Regions from separate parts of the Urocitellus parryii genome. Here all the other regions are linked to region 2. A link is a contact called in public Hi-C data. All regions are on one chromosome and are shown on one strand. Each heading gives the region's core, a stretch centred on a gene start, on an enhancer-like site or on the middle of the called end of the contact. The rest is flanking DNA. Distances are from core to core; before and after follow the strand shown.

Evidence for each region. A called contact is a pair of places that touch in the nucleus more often than the background predicts.
Region 1: a contact with region 2 is called in a Hi-C map of muscle, with 3 times the contacts expected there. The contact joins the promoter of Tyw2 here to the promoter of Fam91a1 in region 2. A contact is called at or near these places in 2 of 2 Hi-C or Micro-C datasets (liver and muscle).
Region 3: a Hi-C map of liver shows a contact between it and region 2, with 3 times the contacts expected there. The contact joins the promoter of Zhx1 here to the promoter of Fam91a1 in region 2. A contact is called at or near these places in 2 of 2 Hi-C or Micro-C datasets (liver and muscle).

The regions. Positions count from the first base shown.
Region 1 is chr7:16,051,479-16,055,539 of mUroPar1.hap1, forward strand. It overlaps Tyw2 (tRNA wybutosine-synthesizing protein 2), which reads right to left and starts at 1,531. Exons shown (of 2, transcript XM_026407760.2): 1 at 68-1,531. The coding sequence starts at 1,400. The coding sequence ends at 90.
Region 2 is chr7:16,561,740-16,566,039 of mUroPar1.hap1, forward strand. Fam91a1 (family with sequence similarity 91 member A1) reads right to left here and starts at 1,839. Exons shown (of 24, transcript XM_026407667.2): 1 at 1,554-1,839. The coding sequence starts at 1,625.
Region 3 is chr7:16,943,488-16,947,800 of mUroPar1.hap1, forward strand. Zhx1 (zinc fingers and homeoboxes 1) reads left to right here and starts at 2,740. Exons shown (of 3, transcript XR_013343894.1): 1 at 2,740-2,799.

The sequences.
Region 1 (4,061 bases), core at 281-2,780, 510 kb before region 2:
AGTTAAAGCCTTAAGGGCCAGCCTGAGTGAAGCATTAAGGGCCCCTTGGATCCCTTGTGTCACTCACTGAATCCACCTCCTCTAGTCAACTATAGGACTGGGCGACATTCCAGATCCAGAACTATGTGATCCACATGGGGAGCATAAGATTTCACCGGTTGGATGTGCAGGATTTGTGTCTTCCATGGTTTCCCATGCACCTGCTGAAGAAGAGTGGCAATTCGAGTTTCTGCAGATTCTGCCCACCTTTGCCACTCTAGCTTGGTGGCTTGTGAAAGCAGTTTCCTCCTAAAATCTCTGGCAGTTCCATTTTCCCATTCATTGGTGATAATTTTCTGAGGATAAGGCCAATGTTCTTTCTCCATTTTGCTACTTCCAGGAGGCTGGGGATTCTTCCCTGGGAAAGATTCCACATTTTGATGGACATGCAAAATGCCCCCAGTATCCTGTCGTAGCACCTGGCAGGCAATGGGCCAGCCTTCTTCTGAACTGGGAATCAGACCCAGGTTCACCCTATCTGCAATGCTTGAGAGCTTCAGCTTCCTGTTATCCCCAAAGTGTATTTGGCACCGATCTGCTACTCCGTTGATCTCCAGATTATTTCTCAGAGCGACTACAGCATGGGGGTTCCACTCACAGGCGTGGACAAAGGCAGCACCAGCATGAACTAGGAAGGGCAATGTAAAATAACCAATCCCTGCATAGAGATCCACCAGCACTTGTCCAGCACAGGGCAGCGATGCCACTCGCAGCTTTTCAGTGATGTTTCCGAAGGAGAACATGCACTGGGTCACGTCAAACTTATATCGGATGCCATTATCCACATGCTCTACCCAGCCATGGTCGCCATGCAGCAGAGTCACCGCTGGAGTTCGAGTGCCATCCGGGAATACCCGCCCTCGTTTTGCTAAACGCTGGACGCCAAATGCCAAGGCAACGGTCTCCCAGAGTTCTGGTCCCAGATTTTTCCACTGCTTGTTTTGGAAACAGTCTTCATTCAACAACAAAAGGTTACCATGTCGTTGCCAAGATCGGGGCAAATCAGCCTCCAATTCAGCCGACCACGCCACTCCCCGGCCCTCTACCCAGCGCCTCACCTCCAGACACAGTCTCTGGGCAGGCGAACAACCCTGGGCCTTCTTTGAAGGAAGAGGATCCAGGAGCTGCGTCAGCACGCACGTGCTGCCCGGGGCCACGCGAGTCCTCAGCTCCTCCAGAAGCTGCGCGGGGAGCGTCTCCCCCAGCACCGGTAGCGCCACGGTGCCGTCGGGCATCTTTTCCACGCGGTGCCGTCTATCCAAGAGTTTCTGCTTCTCGAGAAATTCCCTGTACCGCTGAGCGAACCGCCGCTCGGTCACAACTGCGACAACGGCCACGGACGTCCCATCTTCCCTCTCCATGCTGTGGCGCCCGCATGCTTTCCAAGCCTGTAGCACCACTCCGGGAAGGCTAGGTTCACCTACCTCGGTAAATTCGCGGACACCTCAGGGAGAGATTCCCACGCCGCGTCGAGGCGGAAGTTACGTCAAACAAGCCGGAACTAAATATACAGATGCGGTTGACGATTGGTGATCCCGTTGCCCTGGTGAGGCCGCTTCCGCCATCTTTGTTGTGGTCAACTATTAGTTACTACAAGCTAACAATTCGGAGGAATTTTACGGGGCTTACAGACGTCAGATTGTAAAAAGTTAACCTTGTGTTATAATTTTGGACAAAACATATCTCACATGTTCTACAGGTGTCCGTGTAAAGCTGAATATCTACAGCAAAACTAGTGGGAAAGTAATAATGTATTGCCCTCCAAATACATTATTTTGTGACCTCCAACATTAATGGTTTTGTAAGTCAATTAAGGGCAAATGAAGCTAGAAGGTTTGTTTAATTTTTACCTCAGCTCAAATTCAAACAGTGCAAATCGGAACCTTCATGCACTCTGTTTAATGCTGCTCATGAATCCAGAGAGACAGGTGAGCTGGAAATGATCGGCTGAATTTGCAGAAGGGCTGTCTGTGGTCTAGTGTTGCTAAAAGTCATCTTATTTCTAAAAGTGAAGAGTCAGATACAACTTTCCTTGCAAAGATCGTCATCAGTTCATTGTCCTGCAGTCCAAAAATCAAGTGTTTAGAGGTCCAAAGGATCTGAGCTGAGGTGAATCATGTCATCTCTCAACTCTGGAATCTCCATTTTTAAAATGGGAATTACTTTAGCTGTCTTCAGAGATTGCTATTATATTGATTAAATAAGTTATATATAAAAATGTTTTAAACAATGACTAAGAGTCATACTCAAAAAGATATAATGTAACAAGTTGTATTGATCATATGGCAACTATTAAATACCCATTGAAGTGCTTTGATAACCCTAAAAAGAACAAAGATGGAATTCACTACAGTTGAATTAAAATAATTCAAAATTATAACTTTAAAGAGACCCATTTATACTTACCTCCCACCATTCTACAGATTAGGGCTCTGAGACCCAGAAAAGTTAATGTTAATTGAAGTTCCCAATTATGCTTTTGAGGTCTTTCTGTATGAACATGCTCATAGCCATTCAAGCAGTATTACATTTCCATGGATGTAGAAATAATCAGAAATTCAAACAAAGGTTGATAAACTCAAATGGTCCTGTTGTTTTACTTAAATCTGTAGACAAAAGTGTTATCAAACCTAGGTTTGGAGTCTCATCCTATGCAAAAATTAATGTCCAAGACACAAGGGGAGAAAGAAAGGCTTCATTCCATAGCCATAAAATGGAGATGAAAGAGTTGTATTGCATAATTTCTAGATCTTGGATTTCCCCAGGTTTCCTTCTAATAACGATCTTAATTTCACTCTATTGTGATCTGAAAACACATTTTGTGGTTTAAATCCTTTAAAGCCTTGTCTTATGGTCTGGTGTGTGGTCTGTCCTGGAGAACAGCCCATGGGCACCTGAGACAAGGGTGTTCTGCCATTGGTGTGGAGCGTTCTGTGCATGTCTGCCAGAGGATGTCTCTTTAGCTCACGCTCAGGTAAGATCCCTATGGCAACTCCAATCCGCAGCCAGAGTCTCAGTCCAGAAACCAGAGTGCCTTGTGCTCAGGGCTGGCCCAGACACGCAGCCTTCTTCTGCTCACCCTCAGCACACACCTTCCTTGCATCTCTTAGATGACTGCTCTCACTACCCAGGAAACTGCCTTTCTTCCCTGTGACCAGTTTATCTCTCAGAACTCAGGCCAGACAGCACTTCATCAGGAGAGCTTTGCCCAATATCCACTCTTCTCTCCAAGTCAGATCTCTATTTCAAAGCACCAGATTCTCCTCTTGTCAAACTTTCCAGTCATAATTTTTCATTTTTTAAATTTGATTCATGGCTGTCTTTTCCCAAATGTGTTTCAAGGGGCAGGAGCAGGGGGTTCCCTCTCGTTATCATATGTCCTTGTTGTGTTCTTAAGGACTTGCCCCACATAGTAGGTCCTCACAAAATGTTTTTAGGAGGAATGCATGAGTGAACAGATGGATGGATGAAAGGTGGAAGGAAAGAGCTGAGGGAAAATCAGTTCATGGCCTGAAGCAGTGGTTCCAAAATATTGCCACCAGATGGCAGCAATAACCAACACCAATGCAGGTGTAGGCTCTGAGGACCCTGCAGGCATGTGAGATGGATTGGATGCCCAGGGCTCCTCCTCGACAGGCCTTCCTTCTTTCTTTATTCCTCACCTTTGTACATCCTTTACTGACCCGACTAATCCAGTGTGTTTGGCAACAAATGATAGATACCCCTACAAATGGCAGCTAAGCACTGGTGGGAGGTCACCCAGGGCTGGTGTGGCACCAGGGAAATTCAGTACATCACCCTTCTCAACCTTGGTGTGACCCTTGCATCCTGATGTCACTGAGCTTCCGAGCATCCCAAACAGTTGAGACAGAACAAAAAGAAATGAATGTCTGTCCCATGCGCTGGGACAGAATGGGTTCCCGTGGCCACTCCTGACCACTGGGAAGGCTGGGGAGGGGGCTGGCTTTACTCTCTGGGCCCTGTAACAGAAGACATATAAGGAGACAGAGAGCAAATGTCAG
Region 2 (4,300 bases), core at 589-3,088:
AATTATTCATGCTAGTCAAAATCTAATCATGTGTCTTTAATAATGTTATACTTATTTTGATAAAAACAGGAACAGAGAAAAGATGGAAATAAAGAAAAGAAAAACAAGGACTATTGGTTCTTGTACTCATCCTCAGATATGCCACAAAACTCTAAAGAACAAAACTGTCCACTAAAGCCCTCAAACAAATTTAACAAGAGAAATGTATTCCTTCAGAATTAGAGCTTTGTTTTTTCTACTTGTAGATAATGAATGCCACAAAGGTCAACCACTGTCCTTGTAAGTCCCTGAAAGTTCTCTTTCCACTTTCTTAGGTTTGGGTGTCTTAAAGTAAAAAGATTCATCATTGGTCAAATGATGAATCACCAGACCCTAGATTTAGGAAATTACTCATTTCCTAGATCCAAAGAGGAAGGGAGGCAAGTAAACTACAATAATTTTTTCACTATCACCACCAGCATTCCAAGCTTTCCAAAAATACTTTTGCCCAGCATCCACAGAAAACAAAAATGTCACTGTCAACCAAGTATAATGGGAGGAACTGAAGATCAGAGAAACAGTAACCAGAAAAACAGTACCTTATAGGTAGGTAGCACATTATCACAACCTTCATAAGATTTAACACCAACTTCTGTGTTATGTATTTACTCATTTGTTTACTTAATCTTTGCTAAAACATAAGCTCCATTAAAGCAAGGTCTTTGTCTTGTTTACTGGTGCAAACTACCTGTGTAAGAGCAGGGCATGACACCTAGTAGTTGCTCAATAAATACCTGTTAAACAACTGAGTAAAACTGCCACTCAAAAATTTGAGCACTGCCTCTCAAACATCGCATGTCGTTCTTATTGATACATCACCTCTAACCTATAAAGTGCAACAAAACAATGCATGCAATTTCCTTCAAAACCAGTCCCTGACTTTTTTTTTCAGCCTCATCTGCTACTACTGCCACTCTCTTACCAAACTCCACCTCCAAATATATTAATATACACACAACTCCAAATTGTGGTGACATTCAGTTGCTCCCTACTCTCAAGACTTGTTTTTTCACTGACAAGTCTTTGAAAATGATGTTCCGTCTATCTAGAAAAAATTCTATTCCTTCATCTTTTACTGTTCTTGGTCCTCTCGAGGCCCAATTTGAATGCCTCCTCTACACATCCTCGCAATGCTCCATGGACTATATTGCTTACTCCCGATCTACACTACGATGGAGGCACGTTTGAGCTGCTATCCCCTGTATCGTATTCATTTCTGTCTGTCCCTTCTGCATCTTCCTCAAGTTGTGGAGGTCAAGGACCGTGTTTTAAATGTGGGTATCCCTGGCGCCTGGTGGCTCAGCGCAAAGGCACAAGGCGAGTTCTTTGAACACCATTCGTCCCATTTAGCGATGGCCCCCTCCTGAGCCAAGTGTCGGTTTTCCAGATAATCTGGCAGGGGAAAGGGCAGGAGTCAGCCGAGAGAAGCCAGCGCGGGCTCCGGGGGAGGGACGAGCAGGTGACAGTGGGGCGGAGCCGAGCCGGTCGGGGACGACCCCAGGTCCCCGCCGTACCTGTCTCACGTTGGCGGGCAACTTGCTCCAGGGGTAGTTGTGCCGGATGTGGAACTCCACGTCTATGTTCATGATGCCCGGGCCGGAGCCGCGACCGCGGCCGAACGACGCCTCCCGCCTGCCGGTCCCCGGCCTGTCAGGGGAGCCCGCGGGAGGCTCCGCGCCTCACACTGCGGTGGGCCCGCGCTGCCCCATGGTCAGGCCTCCCGACAGCTCAGAGCGGCCCGGGCCACAGGGCACAGCAGCGGCGGCGGCGATTGGTAGCTGGAGCGCCTTGGCGGCTCCAAGTTTCTTCCTAGTTTCTGCCCGCCGGAAATGGCTCTGGGATTGCGTCACTTCCGCCAGTGACGCAAGGCAGGAGGGGCGGAGTTCCAGATTGGCCCGTTCCGCCCCCTAAACTCTGGTGGGCGGGGCAACGAGGTGGTAACGGGAGATGCTCCGGAGGTCGCCTCCTGTCTGCAGGCTTGGTGTTGGCCTTTCAGTCCCTGGATGAATTATGATGGTCGCTTGGGCCTGCGTTGCCATTGTTGGATGACTCACTTTCCCCGAAATGGGGGTGGCCCAAAAATCAGATGGTTACAGGCACTGGGGTCAGTTGTCTAAGAAAAAGCACCCTGGGGAAAGGACCATAGCTGGCTTCAAAGAGTAGTGAGCACCATGGGGACTCTCCACCACCTGCACCCCAAGAAGGGCCAGGTGAACAGAGTCCAGGCTCAGGAGCAGAGAATATTTAAATCAATACCTTCCCCTGAATGAGGGAGAAGCCATGATACATCAAAGCTGAATCTTGTGGAAGAATAATGTTGAGCTTCAAAATTTAAATTCTTTGAATTTAGAGATTCAGGGAGCAGACATTTTAAACTGGTACTGACAAGTCTGGCTACCCAAGAGAATCGATAAGACAACGACCATTGCCAACCTTTGGCATGCAGCTTCTGGGTGTCTTCTGCTCAAAAAAATGCCTCCAATGCCTCTTTTTAAAGGCAGAAATCCAGCACATCTCTCTATATCTCCAGTAAGACAGTCTTTGGGAATAGTTTCTTCTAGAATTCGTTACAATGCCTAAGCGATCTCATGACTTTGGTTACTTTGCAACTATTTTCAGTTTTAAACAATGGTTTTAAATGTTTTATTATACACTAACATATATAAACTCAGAACTTGTTACATAAAATGCCTAACTCAAACCTAAACAGTTGGAGAATCAGATACATAGACTCCATAATATCTGATTAATCAAAAAAAACATGGTACACACTACTTTTGCATAGGTATATCGGTCTCATTTTAGCCAATTATACATAGAAACTTTGACTCCTATGTTTACAGACCTGCATCAGCATAGCTAAAGTTAACTGAATGCCAACCATGAGACATAAGTTCAACAAATATTGTTTGCCTTGCTTCTAAGTGTTAAGCCCTTAACTTGCAGGAGATTTTCATTCCTCACAACGATGTGAAAATTACTATCCTGATTACTATCCCAATTTAATACAAGAGTAAAGTGAGGCTTGGCAGGGCTATATGGCTTGCTCACAAAACCACTCAGGCAGGAGTGACAGAGCTGTCTTACTCTAAAGCCATCCTTTGATTTCCCAAGTCCACCTCTCATTATACTGCCTTCTAGTCCAGTTTAGATAATGTTCATGTAAAGCCAACAACACAAATCTGCCAGAAAATAACTTTTATACAATTCTAAGTGTGGAAGAGCCCATATCCTTCCAAAGTCTTGGATCTAATTTAAGTAACAATGAATATTAAGACAAATTAGTTTTTAAATCTCTGAAAACCATTATATTAGCAATTAAGCAAGAGTGTGCCTGTTAAACTTATCTTAAACTTATCTTTTTTGCTTAACAAATATTAAATATAATGTGGACATATTACAACAGAAAAGTAATCAGGTGATAGTAGAGTTAAACTTACGCCTGCTAAACCGAGAAGGCACAGACCTTTGAAAATTTGACCTTGGGGAATAGAAAAGATTCTAACTAAGTAGCTGAAAAAATCAGAAATTTGAAAGAGGAAATGGTAATGGGTCAAAGTTATATGAACAGGAATAACACAAATAACAATTCCTTCAGAGCAGTAACTGGTAACAGAGTTTGGTTTACAAAAATGCAGAGTGCTGCATTTTTATTAAAGTACTGAGCTACCTCCTTTTCCCACAAAGTGACCAGTCTTTGAGAATTTGGAAGTACATAAGTTTATATAGTTCATAAATTATCCCACAAGGCTAAATGTCCTTTTCAGTTGGAAGTTCAGAACCAGGACTGCTCCCCAAACATCAGAAAACCAAAAACAACTGTTCACTGGGCTTCATATACTCAGTCATTACATCATTAAACCTTTTTGGTAAATAATAATGTTCATCCTTTTAGGTCCCTGATTCAGGTGTCTGCTATTTCTGCTTCACTATATCTTTGTCTTTCAAACTCTAGAGAGGTCAGAAACTTCAGAGTGTTAGAAACCCCATCCCAGAAGCTGTGTAGGCCAGCAATGTGTTCAAATACACAAGTGCAATGAGATGTCTTCTTATCTGGCTTTATCAGATTGGCTTAAGAGAAATTACCCAGCTGGCTTGAGTAATATACCCTTTAGTAAGAGCAGAAGCAACTTGAAACTAGTAGGGTCTGAAGACCTTACTCACAGACCCCAGAATGTCATGTGCTATGGTAGAAAGAATAATGGCTCCACATCTAATCCCTACAACCTGTGAATGTTACCTTCATGGCAAAAGAGGCTTT
Region 3 (4,313 bases), core at 1,490-3,989, 380 kb after region 2:
AAGTTTTGCCAGACCGGTTTATGTATGACAAACCACAAAACATATGCATAAGAAATGCAAACTCTTTTAAATGAGCTAATCCCAGGGTAAAAACTTACTTCTGGAGCAACGCAGCTGTTAAAATCAGTCATATTTACAATTTTTATATATGAGTTTATTTTAATAAAAACAAGTCACTCAGTGAGCATGATCTTTAAACAGATTTATGTGGGCTAGCACAATCTGCTATGCTAAACATATATGCATATTGCTTAAGTCTGCAACTGGATTTTTCAAGTGGTAACAGTCTTGCTTTGTACAAGGATACTAAGTAATTGGCAGCACTCCAGCTAAGGACACTGTTCTCAGCACTGTGCTATTGAAATTGTTTTCCTGGACAGAATTGCCCTGTGGCAATTGGGAGAATTCTGGGTTGCTGGCATTGAGCAGTGAACCAGGCAGACAGCTTATAGAGAGTAGGAGACCATAAACTCTATAAAAAGGAGGAAAAGTAGAAGAAGAAAAGGATGGGAAGAGAGCAGGAAGGGAAGGAAAAGAGAAAAGTGAAGCTGATTTTCATCAGGTCTATCTAAAGGGTTTCTTTATCTTTGCTGGATCTCTTCTCACCTTTCACACTTTCATGCTCACGTGTTTTGCTCAGCTACTAGATTATAAACTCTTGGAAAACAGGAATACGGTCATCTTTCCAATTTCGTTGGCTTCATATCTGTGATTCAACCAATCACAATCCAGAAAAAGAAAAGGGCATCTGTACTGAACATTCCCAATTTTCTTCTTGTCATTATTGCCCAAATGATATAGTCTATTTGCATAGCATTTTCATTGTATTAGATATTAAAAATAACCTAGAGATGATTTAAAGCTTGGTGAGGATCTGGGTGGATCGTATGCAAATACCATGCCATTTTACATAAGGATAAGGCACTTGAGCATTGTTGAGATTTTGATCTCTTCAAAGGTTGTAGAACTAATCTCCTGCTAAACTGAGCTTTACTCTCCCACAGTGCCTGACATACATGATGCTAAAATCCTAGTGGCTAATTGCATAAGTAAAAGAAAAAATTTATGTATTTGAAGTATTTTCTTATCTTACCTCAGAGTAAGCCCTAAGTATAGGTTATGGGGTGCAGTACTGTCTCTAGGGAGTGTACTGAAATTTTGTGGGGGAAGTTTTTGTCTTTGTAGTTCTCTTATCTGGTGCCCAAAGCATTTACATTACGAAAAACCTATTATTGAGTTATTTTTAAAAATTGATATCAGTACAGCATTTTACGAAAAACTACTCTGTTTTGTCTTTATATGATTAGAACATTATACTGATTTCTTAAAATTATTTGTATAAGTAGTTTATATTATGAATTTAATTCCAGGAGAGTGAAGTGGTGTTAAAATTCTTTTTAAGTACAGGGCTTAGCAGGGCAGGATTGAGCTCTTCTGACTAAAAGATCATTAAGCTCCAGCATACGAAGTTTTTAGGATTCTAAGATGCAACCTACAAGAAGCTGGTGTACGTTGATTTCAACAATCAGGCTTTCACTTTAAGTAACTGCATATTTGAGGATTAATGTGGCTCAGTGGAGCGCTGCTGTCAAAGCACAAAGGGTCCACGACTGGGATGGGGGTGGGGAAGAACATCGAGGCGCCAAAGAGCTCTCACGCGTCCGGGCCGTGAATGTGCGCGTGAATGTGCGCCGAGTTGCCTGGAGGGTGAGTCGTTTCTTTTTGCTTTGGTTTGTATTCTTCATTTTAACAATGATGGGGTGGGGGGAAGGCTGAAGGGAAGAGGAGGGGCGGTGACGCCGTCCGGTTTTCCCGAAAGCCTGGGTCCTCAGCTGGTCCGCTGCGGGGCTGGTTCACACTGAGGCAGTGGGATTTGAAGACCGGGGCTTGGGCAGAACCCTCCAGAAGAGCTCGTGAGCGGGTAGCAGTGCTTTTGAGGTGCAGAGGGAGCAGAGAAAGACTTTGTCTCGCAGGACGATTTAAAGTGAGGTTGGACTGAACTTTTGGCGTCAGCGGTTGCAGCCGCGGCTCCTGGTGGAGTGGGGGCGAAAAGAGGTGGAGCTGCCGCTGACCGGGGGCGCGGGACTGTTGATAGCGGGTGGGGCGGTGCGGCTGGAATCTAGACGGGCCCCAGAAAGGCGGGGTTTCTAGTGACAGTGGGCGGGGCTTCTGCAGAAGGGCGTGGCTTGGTATTCCGACCACCAGGACATGGTGTTTGCAGTGACAGCGGCATTTCAGAGGAAGACAGCGTGCCCACCTCTCATGGCCTGACCATCGCCGTAGGAGGGCGGAGCGCCCCGAAGGCAGGGCTGCCTTCTGGCCCGAGAGGGCACCGGCTTCTGACGATAGCGGGCGGAGCTAGCGCGGGCAAGGGGCGGGGCCGCTTTGAAAGCGGGGAAGGCGGGGCTTATGTTGACAGGGGGGCGGGGCAGTTCCCTACCTCCAGCGACTCTTCTATGCTGGAGAGTGGCCGGGGTCGGATCCCAAGGGAGCCGCAGGGTCCAGGCGTGGGCAGCCTGGCTCAGCGCGGGGTTGGGGTGCACGGAGGGCCCCGCCTCGGCCAGCTCACTCCCCTCCCCTCCGCCCCGGCTAGCCGCTGGGGCGCGCGTCTCTCCTGGCACCCCTACCCCGGGTCCCCGCTCTCTGCTTGGCCGCCGAGCTCTGAGGCCCCTGTGCGGGACCGCGGAGTGGTTCCGGGTTTAGGGTTCACAGGTCAGAGTTGACTCCCTGAAAAGTGCAGCCGGTTTGAAATGCAAGATGGCGGCGGTGGGGCTCTGAGAGGCGCGGCGGCCCCTGCAGGTAGCTGCGCGAGCCGGCTCCGCGACGCGGGCCCTGAAGCCCGGGTCTGCGAGTGGGAAGGGAGCGCCGAGCCCGCGGCCCGCAGGCAAAGAGGAGCGGCGCGGGGGCCGGCCGGAGGAGGGCAGCCCCGGGGCAGAGACTCGGGGCTGAGCCCGCCCGAGGCAGCTGGTGGCGGGGCGGCCCCGACGCGGGGCGTCTGAGGAGGAGGGACCTGGCCTGCCCTGCGGCTGGGGAGCTGCGGCAGAGGGACAGACCCACAGCTCCTTCGCGCTCGGGATTTCTGCAGCGTGGAAGGAGCTTGGGGGCGGGGGCGCTGGGAAGGAAAAATCCCAGCCCCTTGCTTGGGAGAGGTCTGAACAACTTGGGGTTGTTGAGGAGAGTGGGGATTGGGTCCGCCTGCTCGAGGACGCTGGCAGTTTTGCGGGTCCTGGGGTGGGGGTTTCAGGAGTGCTGCCCTCGGGGACGTGTGGCTACCTCGTGGGGACTTAGCTTCCCTGAAAGTAAAGAGATTCTCCTGCTGGAACTGAGCGCACTGGCTTTGGGGTGGGATCCCCAGGAGACCCTTGGAAGGAAGGCTGGGCACCCATTTCGGGGCCAGGCCGCGCCCCCACTTCGGAAAGGACTCGGAGCTGAGTCCTTAACAACTATATTACCATTTTGAGGAAGCCCTGAGATTTAGGAGATAAGTTAATTAAAGAGCATGGAAATGCCATCTATCCCTATCAGCCCGCGTATGAGGGGATGGGGGGCAGACCCAGAGGAGTCTCTCAATCTTTGAGGCCTAAAGGGAACGACCTGGTGATTTCGTGAGGGGGATCTGAAGACTGGGAAGGGGAAATTAGAGGAACTGCGTCTAGTAGCCGGAAAGTAGAGTCTGGCAGATGCCCTTTCCCCATGTATTTACACCAAAGGTCCAAGGGGACTTGAAATTCTTTGTTTCAGGATGTTTCCCCCTCTTCTTCCCTCCGTGGACAGCGGTAAGGAAAGAGCAAAAAGCCCGGAGAACGAAAAGATTCCGTTTGATATGTTTAGCTTAGTTTAGCGAGCGATCAAGCCTTTGGGAAGGCATCAGCGAGACCCAGGGCAGGGGAATTAGGAAGCGAGAACGGGACGGTAGGATAGGAATGCAGGGAAGAGGTTGGGTAGAGCAGAAATTCCACAGCACGTTTCTGTCATCAGCCCAGCTTTCTAAAAAGACAGATGAGAAGAGCTTCACGTTCAGAGAAAAATGTTAAAAAGGCTGATAGGGAACTTGTGATGTGATTAAGTTGAGGTTTAATGTAACTTGATAAATTCTCTTGGAGGGTAATATTATAGAAAAAAAAAAGGAAAATCACAAGATGAAATGTACAGTAGTTCACAGTTAGGATGAAGCAGCCCCCCCCCCCCCCCCAGGAATAGTGACTGTTTTGGACTGGAGTTTGTTTGTGTGTGTGTGTGTGTGTGTGTGTGTGTGTGTAAGTGTACCTTTACATTTGTTGATGTTGGTCATTATTTCTGTCTATGTCTAAAAG